Regions from separate parts of the Mus musculus genome. Here region 2 is linked to region 1. The links are chromatin contacts, called in public promoter capture Hi-C maps. All regions are on one chromosome and are shown on one strand. Each heading gives the region's core, a stretch centred on a gene start, on an enhancer-like site or on the middle of the called end of the contact. The rest is flanking DNA. Distances are from core to core; before and after follow the strand shown.

Evidence for each region. Capture Hi-C pulls out chosen DNA fragments and counts their contacts.
Region 2: a promoter capture Hi-C map of liver shows a contact between it and region 1. The contact joins the promoter of Eloa here to the promoter of Hmgcl in region 1. A contact is called at or near these places in 2 of 39 promoter capture datasets (erythroid cells and macrophages), 3 of 484 Hi-C or Micro-C datasets (ECoMG-derived neutrophils, forebrain and uterus), 10 of 115 datasets of contacts at active chromatin or transcription factors (the 230-238 cell line, CD8 T cells, the HPC-7 cell line and 6 more) and 3 of 9 other capture datasets (adipose tissue, liver and pancreatic islet).

What each region holds. Positions count from the first base shown.
Region 1 is chr4:135,943,534-135,948,347 of GRCm38.p6, reverse strand. Hmgcl (3-hydroxy-3-methylglutaryl-Coenzyme A lyase) reads right to left here and starts at 1,900. Exons shown (of 9, transcript NM_008254.3): 1 at 1,808-1,900. The coding sequence starts at 1,867.
Region 2 is chr4:136,020,284-136,024,990 of GRCm38.p6, reverse strand. It overlaps Eloa (elongin A), which reads left to right and starts at 3,342. Exons shown (of 11, transcript NM_013736.4): 1 at 3,342-3,440. The coding sequence starts at 3,366.

The DNA.
Region 1 (4,814 bases), core at 651-3,150:
TAAACACAACAACCCAGCCAGGTGTGGTGGCTCGCGGCCCGAGGCCTGAGGCCCAGCGCTTGGGAGATGGAAGCAGGGGGAATCAGAAGCTCATGGCTGCTTTCAAGTTGCTACACAGCAAACTTGAGGTCAGCCTGAGATATGTGAGAAATTTTTAAAAAGCCCAGGGTCGAAGAGATGGCTCCACAGAAGATCTGAGTAGGGTTCTCAGACCCAAGTCAGATAGCTCACCTGGTGGTGCATGCCTTTAATCCCTTTAATAATCCCAGGACTTGGGAGGCAGAGGCAAGTAGATCTCTGTGAGTTCAAAGCCAGCCTGGTCTACTAATTGAGTCCAGACAGCCAAGGATGAGTAAGCCTGCCTTTAAAAACCAAACCAAACCAAAAACGGAACAACCAAACCAAACCAAATGAAATAAAAGTGCCATCTTGTGCCATAAGACTCATGAGGGATCATTTCCTCACACTAGTTTGTAAAAATTATCCCTAGCTGGGCATGGTGGTCCATGCCTGTAAGCCCAGAGTCATAGCAGGCTCTGAGTTTGAAGCTAGCCTGGTCTATGTAGTGAATACCAAAGTTATATAGAAAGAAACTTTGTCTTAGATAGATAGATAGATAGATAGATAGATATTATGACCCACCATGTTACTTAATTCTCATTCTCTCCCCCTCTCCCCCTCGGGTTTATTTCCTTAACTTTTCACGTTGATATTTGCCTTTTCATTTGATCCCTGAGCAATCATTGGAAGTGGGTAGACTAAAGATGCAGAAGTGGCTTTCTTTTTCTTTCCCATTTTTTTTGTTTTTGTTTTTTTTTTTTTTTGTTTTTTTTTTGTTTTTGTTTCTTTCGACACAGGGTTTCTCTGTGTAGTCCTGGCTGTCCTGGAACTCGCTTTGTAGACCAGGCTCCCCTCGAACTCAGAAATCCGCCTGCCTCTGCCTCCCGAGTGCTGGGATTAAAGGCGTGAGCCACCATGCCCGGCCAGAAGTGGCTTTCTGGGCTTTCTGAGAGGCACCCACGAGCTGCAAGGAAAGTAGTTTTTCCAAGTGCTAATACAATGCCTAAACTCCCCAACATAAAATCGTAACAGCGCCATCACAGAGCTGAGGGTGTAGCAGTGACGCTGGCGCTGATCGCTCCTAAGTCCAACTCTCACAAAGCACCACCACCGACTGACTGGTCACTCACTAAATCATCCTGAGACTCTGCATTTTACGTATAAGCAAGCTGAGTACACACCTCTGTCACTCAGCCTAGAAAGTGGCAGATCACCCGGACACCAGTTTGCGGTTTAGCCAGCACAGCTCTTTTTGCCCCCCCCCCCTTCCTTCAAATAACTGCGCGTGGTCAGAATGCCAGGACCAAACATGCCCAAAGGACAGTTCTGAGGGAATCCCTGTCCGGCCCACGCGATCCAAGTTCTCCCCAGGCGTCCATAAAAGCAACAAGGGCCGAGTAAGGCGGCAGACAGGGATGCTTGTGTTTCCCACACTGAACACTGTTTTCCACTAATGAAGGGCCGGAGAGATCCGAAGCTCAAATAGGGGAAGGAGTCAGGGTCACCGTAAGGGAGGTAGGACGCCCAGGATGGTGTCCCCGGTCTCCACAGTCACAGCGGGTCGATTCTCTTCCCGCCGCCTCAGTTTCCCCGTTTCTTGCAATGGATCTGAGCCAGACCGGCTGGGTCCGGAACTCTCAAATCCTCCCGGCAACAGTCCCTCGAGCGGTCCCGCTCCTCCGCCTGTCACAGCAGCTGAGGAGGCCCGCCCGATCCCATGACTGTCACCCGCCTGGGGAGCACTTACAGCCCGGAGGGACGTCAAGCCCACCAGCCTCCGCGGGAAAGCCTTCCTCACTGACGCCATCTTCACTCCGGAGGCCAACCCACTGGGCACCACGTGACCGCCGATCCCTCTGTGGGCGTGGTTAGGGCCGGAGGCGGTGCATCGCTCCTCTTGTGAGGCTCCCAGTTTGGTTCCTCCCCTCAGCCTGTCTGTTTTCTTTTCCTACTCCCCTCTAAGTAGCTCTACCCTCCAATCATGCCCACTCCATGATTTTCTGAACACGTGTCCCATGAAGAGCCATGACATTTGACAGCCCATGTGTAGATCCCGAGATTTTTTTCACCTCCACCTGCTTCCCCCACGTCTTAAATCACGCCCGGTTCCAATCCAGGGCCATTTATCTGCCTTCTGAAAGGCGTTGTGTTCCCAGGGCGTGTTGGGGTTGAAGATGACTGGGAAGCTGGTGGGCCAAGCCGATGGCTCCTTTAGTCTTAAAGGAACAGGGAAGGCAAGAAGGCCTAGGTTAGCGAAGGACTGCTATAACTGTGGGCTTCTAGGGGCTACTACTGGTGCTCGGGTGACTTGTGAAACCCTGAAGCTAGCCATTAGGAAATCATTGTGTCCCTGTGTATACACTGTCTTACTTCCTTCTTGTCTTCCCGTCCTCAGCCTCAGTGGGGAAGTCTTCAAATGACTAAACATGCGTGTGCATCATGCAGAATGGCGCAGATCCCGCCCCAAAGGTTAAGGTCACAAAGTAGAATATAAAGGTTCACTGTGGAGCTGGTGAGATGGCTCAGCGGGTAAGAGCACTGACTGCTTTCCCGAAGGTCCCGAGTTCAAATGGTGGCTCACAACCACCTGTAGTGAGATCTGGCCCTCTTCTGGTATGTCTGAAGACAGCGACCATGTACTTATTAAATAAATCTTTGGGCCTGAGTGAGTGGTGGCCGACTAGAGCGAGCAGATGTCCTAAAATTAAATTTCCAACAACCACATGAAGGCTCACAACCATATGTACAGCTATAGTGTACTCATATACTCCATGTAGACCAGGCTGACCTAAACTCAGAGATCTGCCTGCCTCTACTTCTGCCTACTAAGTGCTGGAGTTAAAGATATGTGCCACGATGGCCACCAAAGTTTTAAATTATTACTAGTGTATTTACTTCATGTGCATGGCTGTTTTGCCTACATGTAAGTCTATGTAGAACACCTGTGAGGCCATAAGAGTGAAGCAAGAAAAACATCTTTGCTAAATCCTGACCTGACCTTGGGCTGACATTGAGGTCAGCTTGACCCTCAGGCACTTACAGGAATTTTTGCTAACCTGCTCTGGCCTGCTTTTGTAACCACAAGGCTTTCTGCTCCCATCAAGCAAAAACAAACCTGTCTCCACCTCTACTTTGTTTTTTTTTTAATATTTACTTATTTTATGTATATGAGTACAGTGTAGCTGTACAGATGGTTGTGAGCCTTCATGTGGTTGTTGGGAATTGAATTTAGGACCTCTGCTTTCTCCGGCCCACCCCACTCACTCCTGCCCAGAAGAGGCCGTCAGATCTCATTACGGGTGGTTGTGAGTCACTGTGTGGTTGCTGGGATTTGAACTCCGGACCTTCAGACTCTTACTTGCTGAGCCATCTCACCAGCCCTGTTTTTTGGTTTTTGTTTTGTTTTTGTTTTTCCGAGACAGGGTTTCTCTATGTATCTCTAGCTGTCTTGGAATTCACTCTGTAGATCAGGCTGGTTTCAAACTCAGAGATCCACCTGCCTCTGCCTCCCAAATGCTAGGGTTAAAAGTATGCGCCACCACCACCTGGCTCCCTTTTTTTTTTTTTTTTTTTCCCCAGACAGGGTTTCTCTGTATAGCCCTGGCTGTCCTGGAACTCACTCTGTAGACCAGGCTGGCCTCAAACTCAGAAACCCACCTGCCTCCTTATTCTTACTAAAAGTTCATATCCTGTCATGCTTGCTAACAGCCATCACAGCTACATCAATGAGAAGTACCAAAGTTGTGCCTTTCCCCTTTATAAGCCCCCTGCTCAGAGTGTAAGCATGCAATATCAGCACTTAGGAGCTAAATGCAGGAAGATTAGGAGTTCAAGGCTAGCCTCAGCTACATGGTAAATTTGAGGACAGCCTGAGCTACATGGGACTCTTGTTTTAATTGTGCACTGTAGCTGTATTCAGAGACACCAGAAGAAGGCATCAGATCCCATTACAGATGGTTATGAGCCACCATGTGGTTGCTGGGAATTGAACTCAGGACCTCTGGAAGAACAGACAATGCTCTTAACTGCTGAGCCATCTCTTCAGCCCGGTGGCACGTATCTTTAATCCTAGCACTTTGGAGGCAGAAGTAGAAGGATCTCTGTGAGTTCTAGGCCAGCCAGGACTACAAAGAAAGACCCTGTCTCCAAACAAACAAACAAACAAACACAGGTTCAAAAATAGAATGGGGTCAGTTAGATGGCTCAGTGGGTAAAGCACACCTGAGGCCACAATTTAACATCTGAGACGTGATTCCTGGAGTGCCTGTGCCTGCAGGCACACACATGCACACGCTGGAACAGAAAGCATTCTTAGGGCTGAAATGATACTGAGAACAAAACCTACATTGGAAAGGAAGCCAAGAGGCCTGGGATGGCAGCCTGCACCTGCAATCCCACTGGAAGAAAGCAGCCACCTCTAGGTGGAGTCAGGCCCTTAAAGGGTTTAGCCGATGTGGCAGGATCTGGCTAGGGGACACTCCTAGGAAGATGTTGTTTTCCTTCCTAGAATTCCCACCCCTAATGCAGTCCCCACTGGCCTTGTAAGCCACCATGAGGTCTAGTCTCCACTGGATCTAGTCTAAGCCCCTGACTTGAGAGGTGTAGTCGCCTCCCACAGTCCCTTCCTCCTCTTTTTTGGCAGGACCATTTCTTGGCTCTCGGATGCTGCTCCAGAGCCTAAGCTGCAGGGAGGCTCCCAAACAGTTCGGGTTTCCTTGTCCTTTTTTACTGGGCTCTGGTCCCTAGGCTGTGGC
Region 2 (4,707 bases), core at 2,093-4,592, 75 kb before region 1:
TAAGCTTTTCATAGCTACTATGCCTCAAGATCTCCATTCCAAGATCCAGGTCAGAAACTTGTGTCTTCCAGCCTCAAGATCCAGATCACCGGTGAGCTCTCCAATTCTGGATCGTAGTTCATTCCAGATATAGTCAAGTTGAGAGCCATTACATTTCATGAACCTTTTGTGCGTGTGTTTGTTTGTTGCTGTTGTTTGTTTCATTTTGTTGAGACAGGGTCTTTCTGTGTAGCTCTGGCTGCTCTGAAACTTGCTCTGTAATCCAGACTGGCCCCTGCCACATGAGTGCTGGGATTAAAATCATCACTCAGTTTTCCATTTGGTTTTTTCCTTTACCAAATTGAAGGTCCTTCTTTTACCTTCCCAAGTCTTGGGATGCTGAGAGGGATGCCCCATCCTTAAGATTCTTCAGGACATGCTGGGAGGGAGAGATGAACGGCATAGCACAGAGCTGTGCCACCAGGAAGACACACTCAGCCAGCCTCAGTCTGCTTCTGCCAGACATTCCCTGCAAGCAGGTTGACCTGCTGAGCCATCCCTGTGACCATCAACTTAGCCATCGAGCATCTATCAGCTACAGAGCACAGAGACACTCTCTGAGCTCAAAGAATGAAAAGACAACCAAAATAAGCAAGATAAATAGCTAAAGGAAGCTTGCAGGCTACTACTGGATACAATGTATATAAATGCAGGACATTTGAAAGTACTCAGTTATTTTGTTATTCTTTGTGTAAGGAAAGGAGATGGCAGTCAGGACTTCCTACAAGCTAAGCAAACATTGTATCAGTGAGCCAAAGCTTCTATCTGTCTGTCTGTCTATCTATCTATCTATCTATCTATCTATCTATCTATCTATCTATCTATCTATCCATCTATTTGAGACAGGGTCTTTTTATGTAGTCCTGGCTGTCCTGGAACTCCTTATGTTGACTAGACTGATCTCAAACTCAGAGATCTGCCTGACTCTACCTTCTGAATGCTGGGATTAAATGCTGGTGCACCACAGCTTCAGAGTAGCTTTGAGGTGTGGGGGAAGGTGTAATCCCTAAGTATATATCCACTCGTGAAACACTGAGAGATGTAGTCAGTTTAGAAACCTGAACCTGTGAGGAGAACTGTGGCCACAGTTAAGCAAAACAAACATGTTCAACTGGAGGACTTTGTATGCTGTTTTCCAGGAGAAGAGAATTCAGTATTCCTTCTTAACTAGACAGTTTGTCTTCTTCCTTCCTCTCTCTCTTTCTTTCTTTCTTTCTTTCTTTCTTTCTTTCTTTCTTTCTTTCTTCCTTCCTTCCTTCCTTTCTTTCTTTCTTCCTTTCTTTCTTTCCGACACAGGGTTTCTCTGTATAGCCCTGGCTGTCCTGGAATTCACTCTGTAGACCAGGCTGGCCTCGAACTCAGAAATCTGCCTGCCTCTGCCTCCCGAGTGTTGGGATTACAGGCGTGCACCACCACGACAGCACTTGTCTCCTTTCTTTCTTCATTCCTTTCTTGTTTCCCTTCTTTTCTTATATTCCATTTAATGTGTGTGTGTGTGTGTGTGTGTGTGTGTGTGAGAGAGAGAGAGAGAGAGAGAGAGAGAGAGAGAGAGAGAGAGATTCATATGTGCCAGAATGCCAGGATGAGTGTGCAGAGGTCAGAGGATAGCCAATTCTCTCCTCCCACCTTTAGGATGGTCCCAAGGATAAAATTCAGCCATCAGCCAATTATCTGGTAAGCTCTTTAGCCACTGAGCCATCTCTCTGGACTCTATGTTTATAAAGTTTTATTTTTAGGGGGATGGTTTTTGGCCTGGATGTCAATTGGTTTAATCCAAGCACTCCGAGGCGGAGGCGGAGGCGGAGGCGGAGGCGGAGGCGGAGGCGGAGGCGGAGGCAGGTGGATTGTTGTGAATTGGAGGCAGGCCAAGGCTATATAGCTCAGGCTATATAACTAGTTCCAGGGTAGCCAAGGCTACCTACTGAGACAATGCCTCAACATTTATTCTTTCTTATTTAAAAGATTTATTTTTGGCATTCACCTTTAATCCCAGCACTTGGGAGGCAGAGGCAGGTGGATTTCTGAGTTCAAGGCCAGCCTGGTCTACAAAGTGAGTTCCAGGACAGCCAGGGATATACAGGTTTTTTGAGACAGGGTTTCTCTGTGTAACTCTGGTTGTCCTGGAACTCCCTCTGTAGACCAGGCTGGCCTTGAACTCAGAAATCCACCTGCCTCTGCCTCCCAAGTGCTGGGATTAAAGGCATGCATCACCACTGCCTGGCTCTTTTCTTTTCTTTTTTTCTTTTTTGGTTTTTCGAGACAGGGTTTCTCTGTATAGCCCTGGCTGTCCTGGAATTCACTTTGTAGACCAGGCTGGCCTTGAACTCAGAAATCCTCCTGCCTCTACCTCCCGAGTGCTGGGATTAAAGGCGTGCACCACCACGCCCAGCGGCTCTTTTCTGACAGAATCTCATGTAGTTCAGTTTGGTTTTTAATATATTATGACTTTTTATTCATTATGATTTAATTTATTTTTAAATGGAGCCAGGTGGTGGTGGCATACAACTTTAATCCTGGCCCTTAGGACGTAGAGGCAGGTGGATCTCTGTGAGTTTAAGGCTAGCTTCGTCTACAGAGTGAGTTCCAGGACCTCCAAGGCTACACATAGAAATCCTTTTTGAGAAAAGAAATAAAAAGAAAGAGAGAAAGAAAGAAAGGAAAGAAAGAAAGAAAAGAAAAGAATGTCACATGAACAGTCTAATAAAAGGGGCTGCTCTCTGATTTTGCAGACAAGGTGGTTAATAATGTGTTATTATTTTTATTTCTAGTGTTTCAAATTGCCTTGAAACCAGACAGCCTGGATTGCTTTCCCAAAATTACAATACCGTTAAGTTACTTTAAAATTACACGATTTCTTTTATTGCGAGGGTGTGTCACAGCTTGCAGGTGGAAGTCAGATAATTTACCTGAGTCAGTTCTTTCCTTCCACTCCAAGGGTCCCTGGAGCCGCGTCGGACCCTGATCACTGACTCCACCCACCCTTAGGCGAAAACGAGCGTATGACTGGAAAGGCGGTGCGTGAGAGTTAAAGCCAGAGTTTGGCTTGCAGAATACAGGCTTGGGGGCGTGGCTGGTTGCGTGGCTCTGGGTTGGGCGTGTCGGGGGCGTGACCTGTGCTGTATTCGACAGATCGCCGTGATATAGTGGGCGTGGTCTGGCGCGGGGGCGGGTCCTGAGGCCTTCCACACATACACACACCCCCAGCGGAGGCCCGGAAGGGACCATTCGCGCTTCCGTCTCCGCCGGGCCCTCACGGAGGGCGGAGTTGCGGCCCGAGGACGCGACGCGAGCCCAGTTCCGGCGAGGAGGCCGCGCCAGTGACAGCGATGGCGGCGGAGTCGGCGCTCCAAGTTGTGGAGAAGCTCCAGGCGCGCCTGGCTGCGAACCCGGACCCCAAGAAGGTGAGCGGCGGGCGGGCGGGCGGCGCGGGCGGGCGTTGGGCGCGGCGCGGGCCCTGTAACGGTCGCGGGCAGGGCGCAGTGGGGTTCTCCTCCGACCCGGAGCCAGGCCCCACGGAGCGGCGCGGGGCAGTGGGGAGTTCGCGGCCGGCGGGCGCACCCCGGCTGGGGGCTGAGGACTGGAGGGGCGGCCGGGCCTTGCGGCTCTCCCCGGGGTTCGGGCAGCCGCGCCAGCTGTTTCCCCGTTGCAGCCGAGCGACTCCGTCCGCTGCTTGGGGGTCCTGCGGCTCGAGGACCCCTGTGCTGTACCCTGCCCTTTAGCCGAGAAAACGGGGAACGCCTTGGGGTTTTTCGAGCTCTGCTCCTGGAGCTCGGGTCCTGGATGAGGGCGTGAGCGTGTTAACTCCGCTCTGACATACTGGAAGGTGGGACCAGGCTGTGATGAGCAACCATGTTTAATTGCACTTAACTACTTTGTTGCTCCTTTTTAGAAACTGTTACTTTTTAAATACATTGTATCCCCTCGCGGTCCCCCGGGTGTCTAGGCTTCTCTGAGCTCTACGAAGAGGGTATGGTGGGAATTAGAATCGTTTTCACTGTAGTCTCTAGCCGAAAACACCAAAGGGTGTGACATGGCTTGTCAGCATTCTAGCCTGGGCCTGAGGTTCCTAAAAGGTGAAGTGTCCAGCGAGCTGAGTGGAAGAGGAAGTGGTGGAGGGAGACAGCGAGCGGACTTACACATGCAATCTAGGTTCCTAGCCAGCACCAGCTCGGGACTTTGGAGGAGTTCTCTGCTCGACCTGTCCCTTCTCTAGTTTCTTCCTGAAATACCAGCTAGACCCAAGTGCTCTTTATAAGTGTTAATCACCATCAGAATTTCCAGTCAGGGACCCCATTCACTCTTCTTGTTCCTAGTTGGGTCACTACCTCTCAACCTCCGGGCCACTTTTTAACTACCCTCCTTTAGCTCAGAGATACACTTCTTCAGAAGCTGTTGTTATAAGTCAGCGAAAACGTAAATGTTTCAATTGTCTTGTGTTTTACTTTCTTTGGAGGCCTTGGGGACCTTTGGTCAGACATATTTACAAGTTCTTTTTACAATAACCCTTTGTGGGCATCTAATAAATGGTCATTATTTCCAAGTCCCAGATTGTCTTTCTGAACACTATAAGATTTGTGACTGACCTTAAAGTAACCACCCTCATTTTGTTGTTTCTGCCATCAGGTTAAAAAAAATAAAAATCCTCCATGTAATATAATATCTGTAGGG